Regions from separate parts of the Zea mays genome. Here region 1 is linked to region 2. A link is a contact called in public Hi-C data. All regions are on one chromosome and are shown on one strand. Each heading gives the region's core, a stretch centred on a gene start, on an enhancer-like site or on the middle of the called end of the contact. The rest is flanking DNA. Distances are from core to core; before and after follow the strand shown.

The links. Hi-C and Micro-C count contacts between places; a contact is called where the count stands out from the background.
Region 1: a contact with region 2 is called in a Hi-C map of ear, with 6 times the contacts expected there. The contact joins the promoter of LOC103638457 here to the promoter of LOC100501315 in region 2. A contact is called at or near these places in 2 of 25 Hi-C or Micro-C datasets (ear and leaf).

Annotation. Positions count from the first base shown.
Region 1 is chr9:74,424,488-74,428,662 of Zm-B73-REFERENCE-NAM-5.0, reverse strand. LOC103638457 reads right to left here and starts at 2,683. Exons shown (of 6, transcript NM_001369853.1): 1 at 2,529-2,683; 2 at 2,006-2,082; 3 at 492-587; 4 at 87-397. The coding sequence starts at 582.
Region 2 is chr9:74,123,385-74,127,660 of Zm-B73-REFERENCE-NAM-5.0, reverse strand. It overlaps LOC100501315, which reads right to left and starts at 2,340. Exons shown (of 11, transcript NM_001196066.1): 1 at 2,121-2,340; 2 at 1,962-2,025; 3 at 1,799-1,857; 4 at 1,629-1,704; 5 at 1,424-1,506; 6 at 1,254-1,333; 7 at 905-1,166; 8 at 492-831; 9 at 375-409; 10 at 181-289; 11 at 1-69. The coding sequence starts at 2,285.

The DNA of each region.
Region 1 (4,175 bases), core at 1,434-3,933, 300 kb before region 2:
TTATTTTGAAACAATAAGAACATGCTACTATTTCATTTTGAGCAGCAAACTAAAATAAGAACCTGGGTAAAGCATATGCTTCTTACAGTGATAATGTTGTCCCATATCGTTGGTTCAGCAATGATCATGCATCTTTTTTCATTCCAAGAAACTCCACTTTGTTTTCTTGCCTCCTTCAATATCTTGTATTCCCTTTTTAATTCTCTCTCCTTTTCTTGAATTTGGATCTTGTTGAATGTAACATATTCATGCTTCTTGTGGAATTTAGAAACTATTTTATTCCAAGCATCTGGACTCCATCCATTTTGAGCCCTATGTGGAGGCATATTGTGTTCAAACAACAAGTCAACAAGACTCTTCTCTAATTCAACATTCCATGCAGCTCTCTCAACACCACCTAAAATTAAAAATTAAGGCACATCTAATCATATAAATGTCAACCATGAACAAATCATGTAAAAGCTTTTATCAAATAAATTTGACATTATTACCGCCACATTTCTTTGATTTTGCAGCTTTAGGAGAAGCCTTCTTTTGAGCAGCTTTAGGTAAAGCTACTATCTTAGGAGAACCTCTAAACATCTTATCTACAACATAAAAATAACACATTTATTCAGCATAGAAGTATTCACTAATTTATGCTCTGTTGGTAGTCGGACCACATATGATATGCTATTATATCTCTTAAGTTATTCCCTTCTAAATTTCCTTGGTCTCCATCAGGTAGGTTGACAAAAGTTTGTGGATTGATATTTCCTTGATCATTCTCTAGCCACCTCTCATCACCATTTAGTGACCAAATCAAGTTATGAAAGACTGCAATAGCTAAAGGTATTTTGGCTTGGTTTTTCTATTTTGTGAAAGGTAGCAACTTTGAGGATTGGAAATCTCTTCTTTATGACACCCAAAGCCCTCTCTACATGACTTCTTAAAATGGCATGTCGATGATTATATAACTCATTATTTTGAGGTCTTCGGTGGCCACGACCAAACTCTTTCAAGTGGTACCTAACCCGACGATAAGGCGCAAGAAAGGAAGCTGTATTAGCATAACCACCATCTACTAGGTAGAACTTTCCGGAAGGTACTTCAAACTTTCCTATAGAATTGGTCATTACAGATCTGAGAACCATTGAATCTGTTGCTGATCCTTCCCATCCAGCTGACAAATAAGTGACTTTGAGATCAAAATCACAAACGAACATCACATTTTGACTAAGTGTCCCTTTTCTATTCCTGAATGGTGCAGCTTGATTAGGTGACATTGATATTGGAACGTGGATTCCATCTATTGAACCTAGGCAATTCTGCAAAAAAGTAAAAAAGAAATGATCTTCTAAGATCATTTAAGGTTGAGTACCTTGTAAGATTGACACATAAGAGTTAAAAGAAATCACCTTAAAGTAAGGGTAAAATCGGTTATCTTCGCGAACTTTTGCATGTACTTGATTGGAGGGAGGTTTTAGGAACCGCATGCTGAGGGCAGGGATAACTATGTCAAAGAAATGTTTGATCACACGATGGAATGTATCATTGCTGTGACCAAAGAATACTTGGAGATCCTCAAACGACGCATTGTGACTAATCATATATAAAAAGAAACCAAGCTTTTCCTCGACCTTGATTCTAGTGTCTTTAACCAACCCTTCGCTTCTAGGATAATTGACCAAGGCTTTAAAGATGTAAGGTTCCATCCTAAATGATGTCCTACAATTCTTGATGTGGCCTTCAAGTTGCTCCCTAACCTTTTCCTCTCCAGTTAGCGTTGATGTATGTCGCAACTTTTTTTCACTATCTCCAATATAGCCCAAGAGATGTAGAGTAGGGATAATTAAAAGCATGAGATCATCGTCATCATCATCCCTCCTCTTTCTAATGCGATCTCTAGTACTCATATCCATTGTAAAACTATAAGCAATATCAATGAACACAAGGAAATCAAGTTAACAAAAATAGTTACACACTTCATATAATTTTAAGACTATAAATTTTGTACACATAGCACCTTGAAAAATGGATTAGACACCGGATCTCAAGAGGGGGAAAGCTTGTCCTCGCGACTCTCACAAGAGTAGGGACAATCTGAAAATAGATACAATAATGAACACCAAACTGTTACCAAATTAAAAGACTATTACAAGAAACAAAACACATGATTTAAATCCAAACCAATAAATGCAATAAACACATGATATCAGTATAATAAACACCAAACGACAATGTGTAAAAACAATAGAAACAAGTGCCACCAAAGTGTAACGATATTCTCAAGTGGTTAATAAAACCGTTTCTCTGAAGAAATAAAAATTCAGTTGAATTTTGAACTAAAGTTAAGTTGTATGTTCACAACGATCATAAAATTACTACCTCGAATCTACGTCCCTGCAAAGCTTACAGAACACATAATATCATTTCAAAAAATATAAATAAAAATTCCAGGTAGTACAAGGTAGTATGGTTGCGAGGGAAGTCAAACCACATCTAGCTAGATCTAGCCAGCAGCACGGACGGCTCTAGCTAGGACCTACCTCCAGGCTCAGCTCCAGCGCCGGACGGAACTCCTATTGCTCACGGCGTACGATCGAGAAGCAGGGACGAGACGATGATGGCAGGACGGGAACGAGGCGGCGACGGCGAGACAGGGACGAGGCGGCGGGGGCGGCGTGCTCAGCCGCGTGAGGCGGCACGTGGATTTGTTCCAGAACAAACGAGCTAGGGTTATAATCTAGGAGTACAAGAGTAAAAAACAATCCAAGCTTCTGGGCTACAAACCATACTGGGCTTAACCGAAGGGAAAAATAAATCATCCTGGATTTTTTTTCCGGGCTTGGATTGTGGGCTGGATTGGATCCCAATCCAGATTAAACCAGGCCTGGTTTGGTATAACTGAACATGGCCTTATAGTGCTGCGTCAGTGCATCACTATGCTTTTTAATTGAATGTAACTATTAGAGTCTGAGATTGCAAACCCAGGCTGCTATATTAATAGATGAGATACACTATGCTTCTTAATTGAACGTAACTATTAGAGTTTGAGATTGCAAACCTGGGCTGCTATATTAATAGATGAGATAGTATATGGGTTGGGCCTAAACCCATTATATAACACACATGTCGAATACTTCCGTAGTTGCAACTCTAGTCATTACAAATGTCATAACTTTAGGCATTATAGATGTTGAAACAGGACTGAAATTCTGAGGACGTCATAGAGGAGAGCCCCTTGGTCAAGATGTCGTCAAGCTGTGAAGTGATTGGTATGGAGGACATGTACATCGCCGACGGTGACACACTCGCGGATGAAGTGGATGTTGATCTCTACGTGCTTCGTGCGCTGGTGTTGTATGGAAGTGGTGGAGAGGTAGACCGTGTTGACCATGTCACAATAGACGAGTGTGGCGTGCTAGGGTGCTATGGAGCTCCTAGAGCAGCTGACGAGACGCCTCGGCCACACCGTTGGCCACAACGCGATACTCGGTCTCAGTGCTGGAGTGAGAGATGACAAGCTACCGCTTTGAGGACCAGGATATGGGGTTGGCTCCCAGAAACACAGCGTAACCAAAGGTGGACCGATGCGTGTCGGGGCAGCCGACTCAATCAGCATCGGTATAGACGACTAGCTCAGAGTCAGAGAGGCCCGAAGAAGGTCGTAGTCGAGAGTGCCACGGAAGTAGCGAAGAATCAGCTTGGCAATGGCGAGGTGGGGCTCCCATAGGGTATGGAAGTGAAGGTACACCTGTTGGACTACGTAGGCAATATCAGGCCGAGTGAAGATGAGGTACAGTAAAGCCCCAATGAGGCCCCGATAGGCTATCACTTAGCCGTTTGGGGCATCGTGGTCTTTGGAGACCTTCGTCTGAGTGTCAACAGGCGTGAAGCAAGCCTTACAGTCAGATATGACGGCTCGCTCCAAAATGTCGATGGTGTACTAGCACTGGTGAAGGAAGAGGCCATGGGGCGGCGCTCCATGGTGATCCCCATGGAAATGGTGGAGAGGGCCGAGGTCCTTTATCGTGAACTCACACTACAACACGACGATCGTGCGCTAGAGGGTGGCACTGGATGTTTTGAGCATGATGTCGTCGACATGGAGAAGGAGGTAGACGGTACCGCCGTCGCACCACAGGATGAATAGGGACGTGTCTAACTTGGCCTCGATGAAGCCGAGGGAGATC
Region 2 (4,276 bases), core at 1,091-3,590:
GCAGGAAATGGGCCCTGAACTCGTCGTCGTACAGGAACCCGCCGGACGGGTCGGGCTCGTGCCCAGCTCCTGGTGGTGGTGGTGGTGGTGGAACCATCAGCTCAGGGGATGAAAGGAACCGTGCATGTGCGCGGCAGCTGAAACGAGAGAGAGAGAGCGCGCGCGCTTGGCCGGCCTCACCGTTCTCGTGGATCATCACCGGAGGGTTCCCGTAGTGCGTCTGCAGGTGTTCCAGCAATTTGCTCAGAGCCCACGGCGCCTCATGGTTCCGCAGCCCAAGTCGAGGCACCTTGCACGTGCACCACAAGAGATTGTTCGTCTGGGCAGAGGAGTTCTAGCTAGCTAGCTAGTGGGGTTTTGTCATGTGGACTCACCTGCTGGTTCCTCGTTACTGTGCTCTCAAACGGTACTGCAGAAAATGGTAGCAGTAGCTGTGGTTACAACAAGAATGGAGGAGGAAAAAACGCTTGAGTAGCTAGTTAACTAATTACCCGTGACGAAGTTGGTAGCCATGTCGCCGTAGTAGTCTCTGAGGTCCCGATCGAGCTGGCCCAGGTCTGCTTCGACCAGGATCGCGCCGTACTGGTTGATCCCAACGAAATCGAGCGAGCCGCGCACCATGGCCGAGTCTCGGGCCGTCAGCGACGGCAGCCTTGCCCCCACGTTCCTCTTCATCACGGGCGGATAGTCGCCGTACACCAGGGGATGCATGAACCATCCAAGCGAGAAGTCATTTGCTCTGGCAGCTGCTTCTACATCCTCGGGCTTCTGCGTCGCTGGCTCATACCACCAGGCCAGCAACGTCAGTCCAATCCGTCCTCCTTGCTCGCCCTGCTAGTACACAGTTGATGTAATGCAGTTGCAGTGCATGGATATCGATCGATCGATCGACCGACCGACCGACCTGGTACTTGCGTCTGTAGAGGGACACAGCCGACGCATGCGCGAGCAGGAGGTGGTGGGCGACGGCGTACGGCTCCGTCGTGGAGTTGCCGTGGGTGCAGGTGACGCCCAGTCCAAACGGGTAGGAGCAGCGGCGCGGCGGGAGGTAGCCTTGGTCGTAGCCGCCGATGGGCTCGATGTTGGGCTCGTTCACCGTGATCCAGTGCTTCACCCTGTCGCCGAAGCTCCGGAAGCACACGTCTGCGTAAGCGGTAAAATCATCGCTGCGTACGGTACGCACGGCGGTCAGGGGGATCCATTCATGCCATGGCCATCTGCACATGCATGTGTGTGTACACTACACTACATACATGATTCTCGGACTGAGCAGGCCGTTGTATTCATCCTGGAGAGCCTGGGGAAGGTCGAAGTGATAGATGGTCACGTGCGGCTGTATTCCTGCCACACGTTAATTACACGCGCGGAAATAAAACCATTCGGAATCAGGCGCCGTTAATTAACGTTGCAATTAATGAAGTACCAAATGACGACCATATCTGAGGAGCTCATCTATGAGGCTGTTGTAGTACTCCAACCCCTTTGGGTTCACAGCTCCACGCCCATCTACAAACACGTGGCATATCATCAGACATGCGAAAACAATACGATAGGATGGCTAAGTACACTGATAAACAGAGGGAAAAAAAGATCCTCTCCTCTGTGTCTAGGACTCTACTAGCTAGCACCTGGAATAAGCCTTGACCAGGCAATCGAGAACCTGTACGCGTCCAAGCCCATGTCATGCATTAGCTTCACATCTTCCTGAAAATCGTCAGTCCAGCTAGCACATGACTGACTACGGATTCGTAAGCAATCAGTATATATAATCGAACTTAAAAGGAAATGCTGGCCATGCCTTGTAATGGTGATACTGGTCCGCAGCCACATCTCCAGTATCACGGTCAATCGAATATCCTACACAACGCAAGCACAAAAACCAGACGATACAGGACTTGGATTTCCAAACCATATGGAGCTGAGCGAGAGAAATGGGAGGAGCTACTAGCTCGCTCGCTGACCACTGTGCGTGTATGTGTCCCAGATGCTGGGCTTCTTCCCGTCCTCTGCCCATGCGCCTTCGATCTGCACAAACCAGACGATTCATCTCAACACCACCTACCTGCCTCTCTGCCTCGCGCGCCACTCACTGCCCGTAGCCCACACTGCTCCTATCCTACCTGGTAAGCCGATGCGCCGGCGCCGAAGACGAACCCCTCCGGGAAATCACCCCTGGTAATCGCCGCCGCAGAGACGTGCTTCCACAGCAGGGCGGCGAGGAGCAGCAGAGAAACCGAGAGCACGCGCGGGCAACAACCATCGCCGCGTGGTCGCAGCAGCTCCATTACAAAAGAATTCTCCCCTGATCGGCTAGCAGCTTCGTCTCCCCAGCGAAGTGTGAGGCTACGGTGGGTGTACTGACCAGGCTAATATAAGTGCGCTGCCGCAACGCACGTCACACGTACGGCGTACCGACCGACACGTCTCGCTTTCAAGCTGCCGCATTGGTCTCTTTCTCTTTCTTGGACGCTCGTCACCGCATACGCGCGGCGCGCGCGCATCGACGACATGTGAGTATGTGACTCAGCGTCACCGTGCCTCTTCCAGACGCAATGAGTGCGCTGACGCCATACCGTCTAGAAAAAAGCGCTCCCACCTTCGCATCGATCGACACGGGTTCCAGTAGGACCACGCATGGATTCTGTAGGCTGCCCTGCTCTACCACGAACGGCAAACTGACAAATTTTTATCCTATCGAATCATCAATATATCTATATGTAATATAATATTCTCTCTGTCATGATTTATAATTTATTTAATTTTTATTAAATTTAACCTACTCATCTTATTCAACCTTTTTTAGAAATATAGGAAATTCAAAATCATACTTACGCCCTGTTTCAATCTCACGGGATAAACTTTAGCTTTTGCTAAACTTTAGCAATATAAATTAAAGTGCTAAAGTTTAGCTTTTTTAGTGTTTAGACTACTCTAATAAAGTTTAGCACATTGGAATAAAAAGACATCCATACCCCTAATGCGGAGAGAGAGAGAATAGGGTTGGAGGGTATGGGTGGAAAATGAGGTTCCATGGCCCACGTTTAACTCCTTTTAGCACTCCTTGAACATTTTATGAGATAATATATACTAAATTTTATCGCACCACAGTTAGCTCTCTTGTTTAGATCATCAAATAGCTAAAAGTAGCTAAAAACTGCTAAAGTTTATCTCGTGAGTTTCAAACAGGGCCTTATATATTATATACAAAATGATTACAAAGTAAAAATTAATAACAGCAGTAAAGTTTTCGAATAATACGAGTCGGTTACTTAAAGAAAAAAATTAAACCAATTACAAGTGAACGTTTGATAGAGCTCCTACAACTCCATTCGTTACGAGAATGACTCCTAGCTAAACGATAAAAAACTGAACTACAAGTAAATCTAGTCTCCATTTTATATTAGAAAGTAGGAGCCAAAAAATCTGCTTCCCACCACTCTTAACCTACTCCCCACTCTTTAACCCCTCAGAAATCACTTCACAGCCTATTTGCCAAACGATTTTCGGCAAATAGATTCATTTCCAGTAGAGAATCACTCAGAATCACCCTATTCTCTACTACTTATTAAGGTTGTAAGGGTAGCATACCTCTATCTGGTTCTGCCTACTCTCAATCTGCACCGTTCGTTTTGCCCACGCCTCCATTTTCGTGTATCATCCGTCCATCTCGCGTCCTCTTGCCAGTGGGAGCAGGTAGCTCTCGCTCGTCCGTCTGCAGCCGCTGCCTCCCCACATCCCCCACGCGAGCTACCCCCGCGTTCACTCCGTGCGTCGGCCTCCCCATGCGCAACCGTCCCGCCCACACTCCCCGTGCGCAACCGCCCCACCTCCGTGTGTTCCCTCCCCATGCGGGATCACCCTCCATCACCGACGTGACCTATCTCCGCCTCACCTCCTCCCCCTGCCTCCACCGCCCCTCCCCCGACGTCGTCATCACTACCGCGCCACTCGCTCCCGCAGGATCTAGATCCGGTGGACGTAGCTCTGGGGCCTCGGCGCAGGCAGCCTGGGAACGCGTAGCGCAGCATGGTCGGCCTCGGCGCACGGCGGTTGTGGAGGCGTGTGACCCCATAAGGATCATCCACCCACGCGATCTCGGTCCAGTGCGCACTCTACGACGACTGCCAAGAAGTGTGACATCTTGCTCCTCTGCTCCCCTCCATCGCGCCTTTCTCGAGCCTCCCCACAACCCGCATCTGAGCCGCACAGCCTACGGCAGTGGTGAAATGTCGAAGCTAGACTGCATCTTCTTCAAGTCGAACCCACCCCTTACCTC